Regions from separate parts of the Mus musculus genome. Here regions 1 and 2 are each linked to region 3. Evidence: chromatin contacts called from public Hi-C and promoter capture Hi-C data. All regions are on one chromosome and are shown on one strand. Each heading gives the region's core, a stretch centred on a gene start, on an enhancer-like site or on the middle of the called end of the contact. The rest is flanking DNA. Distances are from core to core; before and after follow the strand shown. Region 1 overlaps Cdon (cell adhesion molecule-related/down-regulated by oncogenes). Region 2 holds the start of Cdon (cell adhesion molecule-related/down-regulated by oncogenes). Region 3 holds the start of 4933422A05Rik (RIKEN cDNA 4933422A05 gene).

Region 1 (4,138 bases), core at 454-2,953, 210 kb before region 3:
CTTCTACACTGTGCCTACTGTGTTCTTGAAGGCATAGTTCTAGCTGTCCAGCTGCTTACAGTCTTTGACTAAGCCTCAGTGGATCTGGATGGCTTGGTTCACTATGGCATGAGCTGCTTAGCTCCCTCATGACCTCCGGCGGCCATCAGAGCCCAGGAGCAATGGTGTCAAGTGACAGAAATACTGTCCTGAGACTGTGAGCCGGGAGATACATTTCCCCACTTTGCGGGGCTATTGTGGATTTAACTCAGAGCTTTGCACACAGCAGGCAAGTGACCCACCACTGAGTTTTGTCCCCAGCCCTTTGGGGTTTTTTAAATTTTTATTTCTAAGACAAAGTATCATGACATTGTCCAACCTGGCCTTGAACTCACTCTGTAGTTCAGGCAGGCTTAAACTTAAAATCCTCCTGCCGCAGGTCTGTGCTGCAAGGCTTGTCTCCTTTCCTTCTTTAAAACTGTTCCTCTTAGGTGTCTGTCACAGAAGTGTTAGGCTGACAGACCAGATATCCATTCTCAATCACAATGTCAATCACAGCGTTGGAAATGGGAATTTAAAGAATTCTAGTTTCTGGGAGAGGATGGTAGCTACTCATTAATACTACTCCATGTGTGTTTGTGTGTGTGTATCTGTCTGTCCCTGTGTGTATCTGTATGTGTGTGCATGTGTATATATGTCTCTCTGTGTGTCTATGTGTGTTCCTTCATCCAGGAAGAACATTAAGCTAGAGAAAAACACAGCTGAAGAGAATTCACCTGTTTCCAGATAGCAGTGAAACAAACTTGAAATTCAGGAAGTTACTAACCTCAAAACCAAAGAAATACAATTACAATTTATAATAAAACCACCGGATTCTACACAGATGTGCATACAAATGGCCAAACCGAAGCTGCCAGCGGTCATTTAAGTTCTCTTAAAGAAACATGATCTATTTTGGATGCTGAGACGGAATCTCATCATAAAGATATTTTATGAAATTTTATATTGTACTGTGATCAGTCTTCCAATACTTGAAACACACCTTCGCTGTTCAGATGAGGATGCTAACTCTGAGATCCCGTGTACATTTCCCAAGATTACAAGTTGAAGCAGTGACAAAACACAGGACTACTTATTCTTAGACCAAATTACAAGACTCTAATTTGTAAGGAGAGCTGAGGTCTGTGACTACCAGAAGAACCACAAAGGACAACTCAAGACACAAAACCTCTGCCTACCACTGTTTCATTAAACCACCTGATTACCACCAAGTATGTGAGCCAGCTTCATGAACTTCCTCCCTGTGGTTTTTCCAAAAAAGATCTTGCTAGGTAACTTAAGTTGACCCATGGCAATCTGATCATCTCAGAGTCTCAAGTACGGATTTACTCGCAAGAGTCACCACACCTAGGTTTACAAGTTATTTCACACGTTTCTTAACGACCTGTGACAGCTCTGAACAAAGCTGCAGCTTTGATATATGAACATTTTCAAAATGAGTGTCACAGAACTAAAATACTCTTAGTACACAAAATAGCCAGCCAGCAATTGCTAATATATAAGCCTTTACATGGTAAGTCAATAACAAAAAGTAGCAATGATTTACTGCTCTGTTCTGAGAATTTCTAAAACAATGTGTTCTTTGTTTTCTGAGACAGGTCTCCGTGCATAGCCCAGGCTTGCTTTCATTCCAGCCCGCTCAGCTTGCCTGCCTTGAAAGGACGAGCTTTAGACTGCATGACTGGCTAGATCCTTCTGACGTCACTAACTCCCAGCGATAACACTTAACTCTTCCTTCATTTAAAAGCTACAGATTGAACCCCTCTGGATAATATATGATCCAAATGTCAAGCCACCCTCAGCTTTCTTATGGACTAAGCTTTCAAGTTAAAGGATTTCAGCAGTGGGATGGGTTTTTAGAACTATGTAATTCAATATCATCATTACGGAAAAGAACTAAGATTTCTTATGCAACTTCAACAGTCCTTTGGAATTGATATGTACAGAAGTATATGAAAGAGCTTAGAGTCCGCACCCCCACACCATGCTGGCCTTGAACATAGAACTTCCAGCCTCAGACTCCCAAGTAGCTGGGATTACAGGCTTACACTATTAGGCCCAGCTTTTTTTATTTTTATTTTTTAAAAATCAAGATTCTTATCCAAATATCTGCTATAGGAAATACTATTAAAGCTTTCTGCTATTCAGTGTGTCAAAGCTGGTAAATTTTCATTTGCTTGTGTTTGAGACAGGGTCTTACTATGCATCCCAGACTGGTCTTGAATTTGTAATTCTCCTGATCACAGCTCCCAAAATTTGAAACTACAGGTTACTGAGACTATAGACATGTGTCACCATGCCTATTTTCTGTTGCTTTTAAGTTCCACATGCACACATGTGTATCCATACCCATGAGCACACACACACACACACACACACACACACACACACACACAGAGACACACAATTTTGTTGTGGTTTTTGTTTTGAGATAGGGTCTCTCTATGTAGCCTGAGTGCCCTAGACTCACTCAGTAGACCAGGCTAGCCTTAACCTCACAGAGATCACCTGCCTATGTCTGCTAAGTACTGGGACTAAGGGCATACACCACCATGCTCCAAGTAAAAATTCTTAGGTATCTTAAGATTTTAAGAATTAAAGGAGAAAGAAAGAAAGAAAAAGAAAGAAAGAAAGAAAGAGAGAGAGAGAGAGAGAGAGAGAGAGAGGGAGGGAGGGAGGGAGGGAAGGGAGGGAGGGAGGGAGAGGGAGGAAAGAAAGAAAGAAAGAAAGAAAGAAAGAAAGAAAGAAGGAAGGAAGGAAGGAAGGAAGGAAGGAAGGAAGGAAGGAAGGAAGGAAAGAAAGAAAGAAAGAAAGAAAGAAAGAAAGAAAGAAAGAAAGAAAGAAAGAAAGAAAGAAAGAAAGAAAGAAAGAGGAACATAATCTAGTAGGAAAATCACTATTATGGGGAAAAACTATGGTATAGATAAGAGATGGTTTTGTTTTGTTTTGTTTTGCTTACTGTTTGAACATGATCAACTGCATTTATCCTCATCCCAGCACAGTCATGAAAATAAGAAATGGGAAAAGACAAAAACTTTATATAGAGAAGAACCCTGCCCTTCAACAATGCTGTGTGAAGAAAGAAAGCTTCAGAAATTGTTACTACATGTCTGAAGAAACCGAGGCACAGAAAGATGACAATTATAGAGCAGGAAAGAACAACATTAACAGTCTTACACCGAGGGTGGTGGAGCTTTGTGTCAGAGGGTAAGTTTAGGAAACCGTCGAGGCAGCAGCACAGAATGCATGGGTCACGGCACTGTGGCTGGGCACACACGAACATACCTATTGTTGTTCCGGCAATTCCGACAATTAATGCATTCCAGTGGGTCCATCTGAGGGACGGCTGTGTACACTCCTCCACTCTGGTCAGGACAACATTTGAAAAGAAAGAAAAGAAGGAGCTGAAGAAGCCAGAGACCATGTGCCAAATAATCACAGACACGTGTCAATAACAAGTGAGTCCATGGTTTGTTGTCACACACTGCCTGAGCAATGTAATGGATACTACTTATTCACAAGTGAGCCCCACACGATGTTACACTATACCCCTACAGCTGAACTGCTACATTCTTCCAGGTGCCTCTGTGTTGGAAAAAGCAACTAAATGGAGGGAGGTTAGTCACTTCCTTTTAGTATTTCAAATTTATGCCTTAAAACATATTATACATCGTAAGCGCCCACTTATGTTTTCTTTTCTAACAGTCATGGAAAAAGCTTATGTGATGCCCGTTAGAGAGACAGGGTGTAAAGTTTGTTTGAATGATGTCACAAAATCAACCCATCTTCGTTTTCCTGTAATTATTTCGATTGGGTCTGTTCACTTGACTGCACTGTTTTAAAACGTCATGTCTTTCCAGATGGAGTAGACTCTCAGCCAGCAATGACTTAGAGGGAATATTAATATTCCCATGTTGCTTTTGGCGGAGAATGCTCAGCAATTAAAGAAAATGCCCAGATTAACACATACCTCATTGTAAAATGTTCACTTGACATACAGAATGGCAAACAGGAAGTTACAGACTGGCTGGCCTTAGATTCAGGGCTCTGCTTTCTGAAGAGAAACAGCAGAGCTGAATTTGAAGGGGGCAGGGGTGGC
Region 2 (4,718 bases), core at 1,169-3,668, 170 kb before region 3:
GTCTCAGCTTCCTCCTCTGAGAGCACACCCCAAACAGGACTCACCTGTGGAATGCTTCAGCCACTTTCCCCGGATCTTATAGCGCACCTCAGCTTTGGGGTTACTCTCTGGTACCCTGCAGCCAATGAAGCCTGTGTTTTTCTCTTCTGCAGTAATAACGTGCATTGTTGATGAATCGAAATCACCCAGGGCTGAAATGAACAAGTAAACAAATGAATACAAGACAATTCAAAGGAAGCGTAAAAATTGGAAACGTGAAATGGCCGTTTGTGCCAGCCGATCCCAGTCCTGAGGACGGCAGGATCTTTCTGGTTTTCTGGTTTTGGTTTGTTTGTTTGTTTGTGGGCAGGTTTCATTATACAGTATCATGTGGCTGAAGCTAGCCTCGAACTTGTGATCCTCCTAACTCAGCCTCCCGCTGCTAGGATTACAGGTGTGTACCCCCACAGCCAGAAATAACATTTCTTGTTTTTCCATATGAGAAAGCCGCTGGAGCAGAAGGCGTGCTTGAGGACTGACAACTACGTCAGGACACAGAGGTTTTCAAAGCCACTGCCTTCTGGGAGCTGTAAGGAAAACAAACTGCTCCAAAGCCACCAGAGAGAACTGCAAAGCATACTGACTCCCATTCTGTCCGGACAAATCCTTTCCTATCCACAGGGATGTTCAGGCTTCGGGGAATGAACCCAGGCTGCTGTAAAGCACAGTAGCCCACGGCACCTGGATGCACCGGTCTGGTCTGGTGCTGCCTCCTCTCAGTTTAAACAGTTCACTGTGGAGTGAGCAGGTTCTTCATTATCCTCACCACCCGAGGAAGCCAGCTGCCTGCCTCCAGGAAATCAACCCTCCAGTGTGTGTCTTGGAGCTGTGCATGGGTCACAGCTCTACAAAAACATTTACTCTTCTCAGTTATGACAAACTCACTACTCCAGGGCAGTCCAGATTGGTTCTGTAAATAGGGGTGCCCTCACAAAGCCGTTTTCCATTACTGGCAGCCATCGCCACTTGAGAGGCAGATGGCTCAAACGTACTAAGAAAAACCACGCATTCCAGATTTTCCATAAGTTCAATTCTTCACATTCCTTTCTTTACAGTCAGTTTTTTTTTTTTTTCTCCCTGCTCCCTTGGCCTGGTTTAAATTACATAAATTACAATACCCTGGCAATCGAGGGAAATAAAACAATTAGATGTGAAAGAAGGATGGAGGGCTGCATGACATAAATGAGCGTCAAAGCCAACTGATTGGTCTGTATTGATATTAAGGGCGTTAAAAGATGCTCCAAGAGACTGCCCAGACTCCACACTAGAAAACTGTCCTGTGCTAACTTATAGAAATCATCTCCACTATGACTAGAGATTAGGCCACTAGGCTTGGCTACAGAGGTTCCAGTATCTTTCCCCAGCTATCCGCAGTCAAAGAAAGCTTAGGGTAAGAACTCGGACGCATACAAGTCTCACATCAGTGCCCCAAGTTTTTCCCATTATGAAAAATGCAGCACAGAATAGAAAGCTCCTGGATTTCAAGAAAAACAACAGATAACAAGATCAAACTACACTCACCTGCAGCGGACACTGTTGCGGGGCCGCTCACAACGGCACCAACGCTGTTGTTGGCAACGCACTGGTAGCAACCAGAAAGGGAAGGGTTAAGAGACAGAATGGTCAAAGTCCCCCGATGAATCTTTATCTGTTCTGTGTTTCTGTCCAACCGTTTTCCATTATGCAACCATGAGATTCGGGCAGTAACAGGTTTAGCAGAACAATGTAGGACCACGGGTCTACCAAGCTTCTGGACAGCAGAGAGTGGCTCAGAAATAAAATAAGGTGCCAAGTCTACAACGGAACGTTCCCGGGTGTAAACCGGAGATACAAGGAGGAAGGTTCAGAAAACAGAGAAAAAAATACATTAAATACTTTTCATCTGCATCTATGACCAAGACAGTCTTTCATCTCTATATGTGGTAGCTCTTAATCCTGATAATTCATAGGTCCATCTTCCCCATCCCCCACCCCCAGTTTTTGAGGCAGAGTTTCTCTATATAAGAGTCCTGACTGTCCTGGTTTTGATTGGTGGACCAGGCTGGCCTTGAACTCACAGAGATTCGACTACCTCTGCCTCCCCAGTGCTGGGATTAAAGATGTGCCATTATGCCAGGCCCGTACAGTTTTTTGTAAACAGGTAATAAATGCTGCTCAATGAATTATACACACACACACACACACACACACACACACACACACACATCCTCACATAAGTATAAAGCAAAAAGATTAAGAAGAAAGGCATCAGCCCTGGCCTCATCATTCTCCTCTTACCTGAGCTCACAGAAGAACACAGAATCACAAGAACATACAGCAATGTCCATAAGGGTCCGAGGTCTGGATGCATATCGCCCAATTACAGAAGTAGGCTGGGAAGACTTGCAGAGAAAGCCCAGGCCTCCGCTTACTGAAAAACATTCAAAACAGAAAGAAAACTTAAATGCTAAGAATCCCAGCATCTTTAAACTGATCACCTCATCTTAGGTTCCTTATGACCCCTGTCTTCTCAATCCACATAGAGACTAGACACTAGAAGGGTTAGAAGCTTTATTCCTTCTTCTGGGGACTAGGATATTCCACTACTGGTGAACTACTCAGAGCTAGTGGAGATCACACTGAAGTGGGTCAAGAAAGAAGCACCAAGAGACACTGGGCCCTTGAGAGATGGATAGGGCAAGGTGGGCGATGAAGATATTTGATTGTATTTGAGACACCATCTAGAAGCAGAAGCAAAGGAATTAACACAGGCCAGAAGATGAAGTCTGAGGTGCAGAGCCATGCCAAGGGTAACTCTTGGGTTTGGTATAAAACAGTATAAAGAATGTCTATTTACTAGAGTAGAAAATCCAGAAAGTGTGATACAAGGTGAAGGGGAGAGTAAGCAGTTCTGTGTGCCTGAAGAACACGTAAGATTATCAACTGGGCATATAGCTGCTACCATAAAGTCCAAAGTTGCTTAAATGAGTCATAGGGAGAAGTCAGAGCTGGAAATGTAGATTTCAGATGTAAGAAAATCGGACATAACCTCAGGCTTTCTATGGAGAATATGCTTGGAGAACAAGCACCTTTAGAGACTGAACAGAGAAGGAGCAACAGCGATGTAAAGAAAGAAGCAATGAACAAGACAAACCCAGGAGAATGCCCTCTAGTAGTCAGCAGAGTAAGCTCAGCTGCTATCCAAAGGGTACGATGCAGATGGCCCGTAATGTTGACAAGAGTGGTTCAGCAGAGAGAGGCTAACTTAATGGGAATGAAGGACATGTAGATAGCAGGAGACAAAGGGAGAGAAGGAAGGACAGACACTTCCCAAATTCTGCCATGCAGCAGGAAAACTGGGAGAAACTGGCAGCCGACAGATGAATGGCTCTGACAGATATCACCCGAGGGAAAGGCGCTTTCTCTGATTGATTTTGTTGTGGTTGTTTTTAAGCTAGAGACAGTAGAGTACATTTAGAAAACTTTCAAGAAGTCCATAAATCTCAGGGCTGGCAAGGACATGGAGACAAACCACCACATAGATGATGGCTGAAATAGGACCAGTGAGTTCTTTTTGGAGACAATTTAGAAATATGTATCAAAATCATTCATTCACAAAGCAAATGTTTTTCAATAGTAGATATCATCCTAAGAGTTAGATGTGGGGCGATTTTTATTACAAACATAGAAATAAAATAACAGACATAAGTTTAAGCCTTACATTCTAGTGGGGGAAATGGACAATGAGAAGATACCAATAAAATGAGTCGGTTTAACAATGTATCTTCTAGAGATGGCCAACTCCTTCTAAAGCCTGGACATTTTTCTGCTTTGCTCTCACCCGTCTAATCTGATGACATGATGTATCCTCCTTAAAACCAAGCATACTTAATGTTATAAAGTTCCACTTTCCAGAAAAAAAGCATTCTATCGTGTCCCTTAGAACAAAAGTACTACTCCAATATAATGAAACTTCCATGTGTGCAATCATATTTCATAAAATCTGACACTGCACTAAGTATGTTCTAACTATCCTGTTTGTTCCTTCACTCATTATTTACTCCTATGCCTAATTTTTAAAAACAATCAGCAAAAGTGTACTAAACCCTTCCTCTGTGCTAGGCGTTATGCTGGGCACGGTCATCAGGAACCTCTGCAGATCCTGCCCTGTGTTCCTGGTTGGCCAGGGCTGGAGACGGACTGTGGAATACAACCTAACAGAATGACTGGCTATAGTAACAGCAGCTCAGCAGTGAGCAGTTGTCTGCACTAAGAAGGGCCATATTCACCGTGTGAAAACTGGGCAGTGAAAGAAAGCATAGCAGTGAGCCTCTGAGTCAGTGGCTTGGGATCTGCTCACCTGTGCCTTGGGCTTGAAAGCCTACAAAGGCAAGCTGATCTCCATCTCGGACATCCTCTCCATTTCTTTTCCCGGGGACCCCTTTAAGAAGTGGGAGCCGATGAACTGGCAGAAGGGGTCAGTTGTGTGAAAACTTTTCTGGTTTATTTGAACTATCCTAGTTAAGGCTAAGGACAGACAGCAGTGGTGAAGGCTAAGTAAACACTCACTGACTTGCTAACAGGAGACACTCCGAGAAAATGCGGACATGCAGGACTGTTTCTTCCTTTGGCCAAGTCTTTCTTCAACTATTTATTTATTAAAAGACAGCGACACGGACTTTACAGTGAACTTTAACCCT
Region 3 (4,100 bases), core at 159-2,658:
TTGTCACAACAACACCACGAGGTAATAAGATTCTCCCCACAAGTGGCTTTAGGACGATCAGCTGCCTGGCTAGACTCCCTCTTTACCCCATACATGGAAATGAGCTCAAAAGGTCTGGGAGACTTACAAGTGCTGATGGTAGACAGTCTCAAAGCTTTAAGGACAAGTATCTATGGTTTGTGTTAGTTAGTAGTTGCTGAGAAAAAGAAGAGTTGACAAAATAAACTCATCCACACAGGAACACCTTCATATTACAAGGTGTGGTGGTTTGAAGATGCTTGGCCCAGGGAGTGGCAGCCACTATTAGGCATGGCCTTGTTGGAGGAAGTGTAGGGGTGGGCTTTGAGACCCTCATCCTTGCTGCTTGGAAGACAATCTGATGCTTTCTAGGAGTGGTGGATCTGAAGGAGAAGGGAGGTGGGATGGAGGGACTGGGAGGAGAAGAGGAAGGGGAAACTATGGCTGAGATGTTATATATGAGAGAAGAGTAAGAAAAAAGGATATGAGAGTGGAAAGACAGAACTGTTGGGAGTGAGAAGTAAATAAAAGAAGGGGATGCTGGGAGAACATGATCAAAATATCTTACATTCATGTATGAAATGAATAAATTTAAAATATTGTAAAATAAAAGAAAGGATGAAGCTTCCTGTCCCGGCCGCCATCGGAGAGCAGCAGCCATGGCTCTGTGCTACCCCATGGCCGTGGGCCTCAACAAGGGCCACAAGGTGACAAAAAATGTCAGTAAGCCGAGACACAGCCGGCGACGTGGGCGCCCCACCATACACACCAAGTTCGTGCAGGACATGATCCGGGAGGTGTGCGGCTTCGCGCCCTACAAGCGGCGAGCCATGGAGTTGCTCAAAGTGTCCAAGGACAAGCGCGCACTCAAGTTCATCAAGAAGAGAGTGGGCACGCACATCCGCGCCAAGAGAAAGCGGGAGGAGCTGAGCAACGTGCTGGCAGCCATGAGGAAGTTGGCGGCCAAGAAGAATTGATGAGCCCTCCCCCAATAAAAGATGGTTCCTACAAAAAAAAAAAAAAAAAAAAGATGAAAAGGGGGAAAGCAGGGCTGAAGAGATGGCTCGGTGATTAAGAGTACTGATTGTTGTTCCAGAGGTCCTGAGTTCAATTCCCAGAAACCATAGGGTGGCTCACTACCATCTATAATCATTGCTGGTGAGAATATATATTAGTGCATTCAGAGTGGAAATCAAATCAACATGGATGTTCCTCAAAAAAAAAAAAAAAAATAGGGTGCTGGAAAGATACCCAAGGGTTAAGAGCATTAGCTGTCCTTCTACATGACCTAGGTTCAATTCCAGTCTGCATGTGAGAGACCAAATCGTTTGGGTTCAGACTCCATCTTAGAAAACCTAACCTAAGGTTGAACGTGAGTTATTAACCAACTGGCACCTAGCACCAGTTTCCAGGTTACCAGATTCCAACCCCACCCCCACCCCCTTCCACAAGACCTGTGCCTAGTACCAGTTTCCAAGTTATTCCCCAACAAATCTGTTTCTCCAGATTAAAAGCCTGCCCCTAACAAACACCTCACTTCTTAGCAACCACCAAACAGGAAGAAAACAGAAGTTAAGTTTATGATTTGGTTCCCAGTACCAGCCAATTATGTTAAAGGTTATAATGGCTCCCCAGTCAGATAGTCCCTTCTTGCTTCTATCATGCTTGCCTAAAACTAGGCTCAGGGCTCCACCTTCCTACTGTGCAAGGGATGCCTGGGAGCCCAAGCTCCAGCTTGAATAAGGAGACGCTAATGCAACTGCATTGGATTCAGCTCCTTGGTGATCTTTCGGGGGTTCACAAATGTTTCCTGGCATACATAACACATGATGTGAGAGAGCTATAGCGGAGCTTCAAGAGCATCATGCCCATGGCAGAGACACATGGGGATCTAGAGCTCAGAGAAACCAAGGAAAAAGACCAACTGTCATCAGCACACAGGAGGAGGGTGCCAAGCTCACCTGGATCTGCAGGTGAAAGTGGAGCTCAGCAGGGTGTCTGCCCAGAACCCTTCTAAAAGCCTGGATGTCAATCAAATGAGAAGGCATAGAAGGAGCTCTTGAAGCCCTGAGCAGGAGACCCAGTTATCAGATGTAAAGACACATGTAGTTTGAAGGCTGAAAATGGATTTGTGGGCTTAGGTAGAACATTCCCAGGCTGAAAAAAATCCCACATACCCAAGAGGCAAGTTACTGCTCTCAGAGTGGGCTTCGGGTGAGCCACCTGCCCCTCCAGACTCTGCAGTACTTCTCAGAGGCACAGATACATATCTCATAGAAGGCTAACAACAAAGCTGTACTTGGGCAGCTTTTTGGCATTTCCCATCACAAGTTCTCATTTTTAAATTATGTGCATGTATGACTTTAAGGGGGAAGAAAAGAGGGGGACACCATCTTCACACACTAGTTACATGATGTAACTGCTGTTGATCAACATTCTAACCCGGTGAAGTTCATGTTAGGCATGGCACAGGTTCCTCCAGTTTCTCAAACCATGCTAACAGATCCTCTTACTGTATCTGTGACAATTACAGATGTCACCTTATACAGCAAGACCCACTGCTTAAGCAGGCCAACCCAGCAAGGATCTGATAAATATTTAAACCCTTTCTAAGGTATAAGAGAACACAGAAAAGGGACTTCGTTGTTTTCCCTGCCTCAAACACTGCTGTGAAGAGAAGCTCCAACAGGGAAGTCCAGTTCTCTCTAGAAGATAGGCACAGCCTTGGTATGCCCTACATCCAGGCTGGCCTTTGGGCTGCTGCCTGGCTCCTGGGAGGTAGCAGTGCCTGAGAGTTCTCCAAGCACCTACCAGGTCATGGCCCACCCCATTGGCCATTTGGGTTTCTGAATCAAAGCCAATTAGTGGTATTTTCTAGGTGTCAAATTCTTGTCCCTGTGTCTTTCAATTTGAATCAATCGAGCCTCGGATAACCCTCATTGGCTACCATACTGACACTGTGCAAAGCTTGTCCCTGTATCTTGAGAAGCACAGATAATGGCAAACAAACAACGTGTGTAGCCTGCTGCCAAACTCAGACACCATGATTTTAGATGATCAAGTGTTGCTAAACCTTTTCCTCTTTGCCGATAGGAAACGTGTCTAATGAGCTGAAGACAGGGGCAAGAAAGATTTATTCAGATTGCCAGCCAAAGGAGATGATGCCAGGCTGTCTCCAATAAAGATCATCTTAGCTTATTATGGTTTGAGCCCTTTCATCCCTAAGCAAGGGGCAAGAACTGGAGCTTATGTTGAGAAACTTCTAGCTGCCACTTCAGGGATCTCCAATGGGACTATCCTGACAGTTGCTATGCAGGTAGCCATAAATATGTACTGCCTCCATAAATACTAAAAACATCATAGCGACTCTTATTTTGGATAGAAGCAATCCATTGGCCTTAGAAGCCAAAACTTTCCTGCCAGCCATTCAAGATAGAAAGAGAAAAGTTTCAGACTCCCAGTCCTGGACAAACATTTTCTTAAGTGATGGGCATGTCTGCATGCTGAGCTGAGCTGAGCAGACATCTGGCCCCAAAAGCAAGCAGATTCACTATAAAGAAAGAGATGCCAAGCCTTTAATCATCCAAGCCATCCACTGACATGTGTCTAAATGGTCATTGCTGTCAGCAGGAAAGCCTTCACTTCTCTAAAAGATAACTTAGGCAACCATTGCTATAACCCACATCAAGGTGACACCTATATCAAAACTAGTGCCTGACTAACAATATATTGCTCAGCTACCTGGCCACATTTAGTGATTTTTACAACCCATTAAAGCCAAGTCTGAGGAGCATTTTCTCGATTAAATGTCCTCTGCAGGCAAGCTGTGTCACCCCCGGGCAAGTGGCCCTGGATTGCACAAGCGAGCACACTGAGCAAAGCCATGGGGAGGAACCCTGTAAGAATGATTTCTCTGCTTCAGTTTCTGCCTCCAGGTTCCTGCCTTAGTTTTCCTCAATGATACACTGTAAGCTATGAAACGAAATAAACCCTTTATCTCCAAGTTGTTGTTTTTGGTCATGGTGCTTATCATAAAAACAAAAAAAGCAAACTAAGACATACTCTGAGTAAAAGACTATCTT

The links. A called contact is a pair of places that touch in the nucleus more often than the background predicts. Capture Hi-C pulls out chosen DNA fragments and counts their contacts.
Region 1: a contact with region 3 is called in a Hi-C map of uterus, with 2.4 times the contacts expected there. The contact joins the enhancer-like site here to the promoter of 4933422A05Rik in region 3. A contact is called at or near these places in 21 of 39 promoter capture datasets (the 3T3-L1 cell line, 3T3-L1-derived adipocytes, the C10 cell line and 15 more), 1 of 15 datasets of contacts at CTCF or cohesin (pro-B cells), 15 of 484 Hi-C or Micro-C datasets (3T3-L1-derived adipocytes, the C10 cell line, the C2C12 cell line and 7 more), 7 of 115 datasets of contacts at active chromatin or transcription factors (CD8 T cells, the NIH/3T3 cell line, cardiomyocytes and 4 more) and 3 of 9 other capture datasets (adipose tissue, liver and pancreatic islet).
Region 2: a promoter capture Hi-C map of adipose tissue shows a contact between it and region 3. The contact joins the promoter of Cdon here to the promoter of 4933422A05Rik in region 3. A contact is called at or near these places in 12 of 39 promoter capture datasets (the C10 cell line, cranial neural crest, embryonic stem cells and 6 more), 1 of 15 datasets of contacts at CTCF or cohesin (pro-B cells), 11 of 484 Hi-C or Micro-C datasets (the 3T3-L1 cell line, the AML12 cell line, cerebellar granule neurons and 5 more), 2 of 115 datasets of contacts at active chromatin or transcription factors (differentiating embryonic stem cells and fibro-adipogenic progenitors) and 4 of 9 other capture datasets (adipose tissue, liver, macrophages and 1 more).

The regions. Positions count from the first base shown.
Region 1 is chr9:35,491,111-35,495,248 of GRCm38.p6, reverse strand. It overlaps Cdon (cell adhesion molecule-related/down-regulated by oncogenes), which reads right to left. Exons shown (of 19, transcript NM_021339.2): 17 at 3,325-3,404. Among named protein-coding and RNA genes, the nearest start is that of Gm1113, 25 kb to the left of the region's middle. Within about 2 kb of position 1,703, at least 21 of the 459 cell types and tissues checked have an H3K27ac peak or open chromatin away from gene starts, as enhancers often do. A contact at or near this core is called in uterus, where this site is marked.
Region 2 is chr9:35,449,776-35,454,493 of GRCm38.p6, reverse strand. It overlaps Cdon (cell adhesion molecule-related/down-regulated by oncogenes), which reads right to left and starts at 2,418. Exons shown (of 19, transcript NM_021339.2): 1 at 2,317-2,418; 2 at 1,561-1,833; 3 at 45-191. The coding sequence starts at 2,389.
Region 3 is chr9:35,278,413-35,282,512 of GRCm38.p6, reverse strand. It overlaps 4933422A05Rik (RIKEN cDNA 4933422A05 gene), which reads right to left and starts at 1,408. Exons shown (of 5, transcript NR_040715.1): 1 at 1,307-1,408. It also overlaps the pseudogene Gm5614.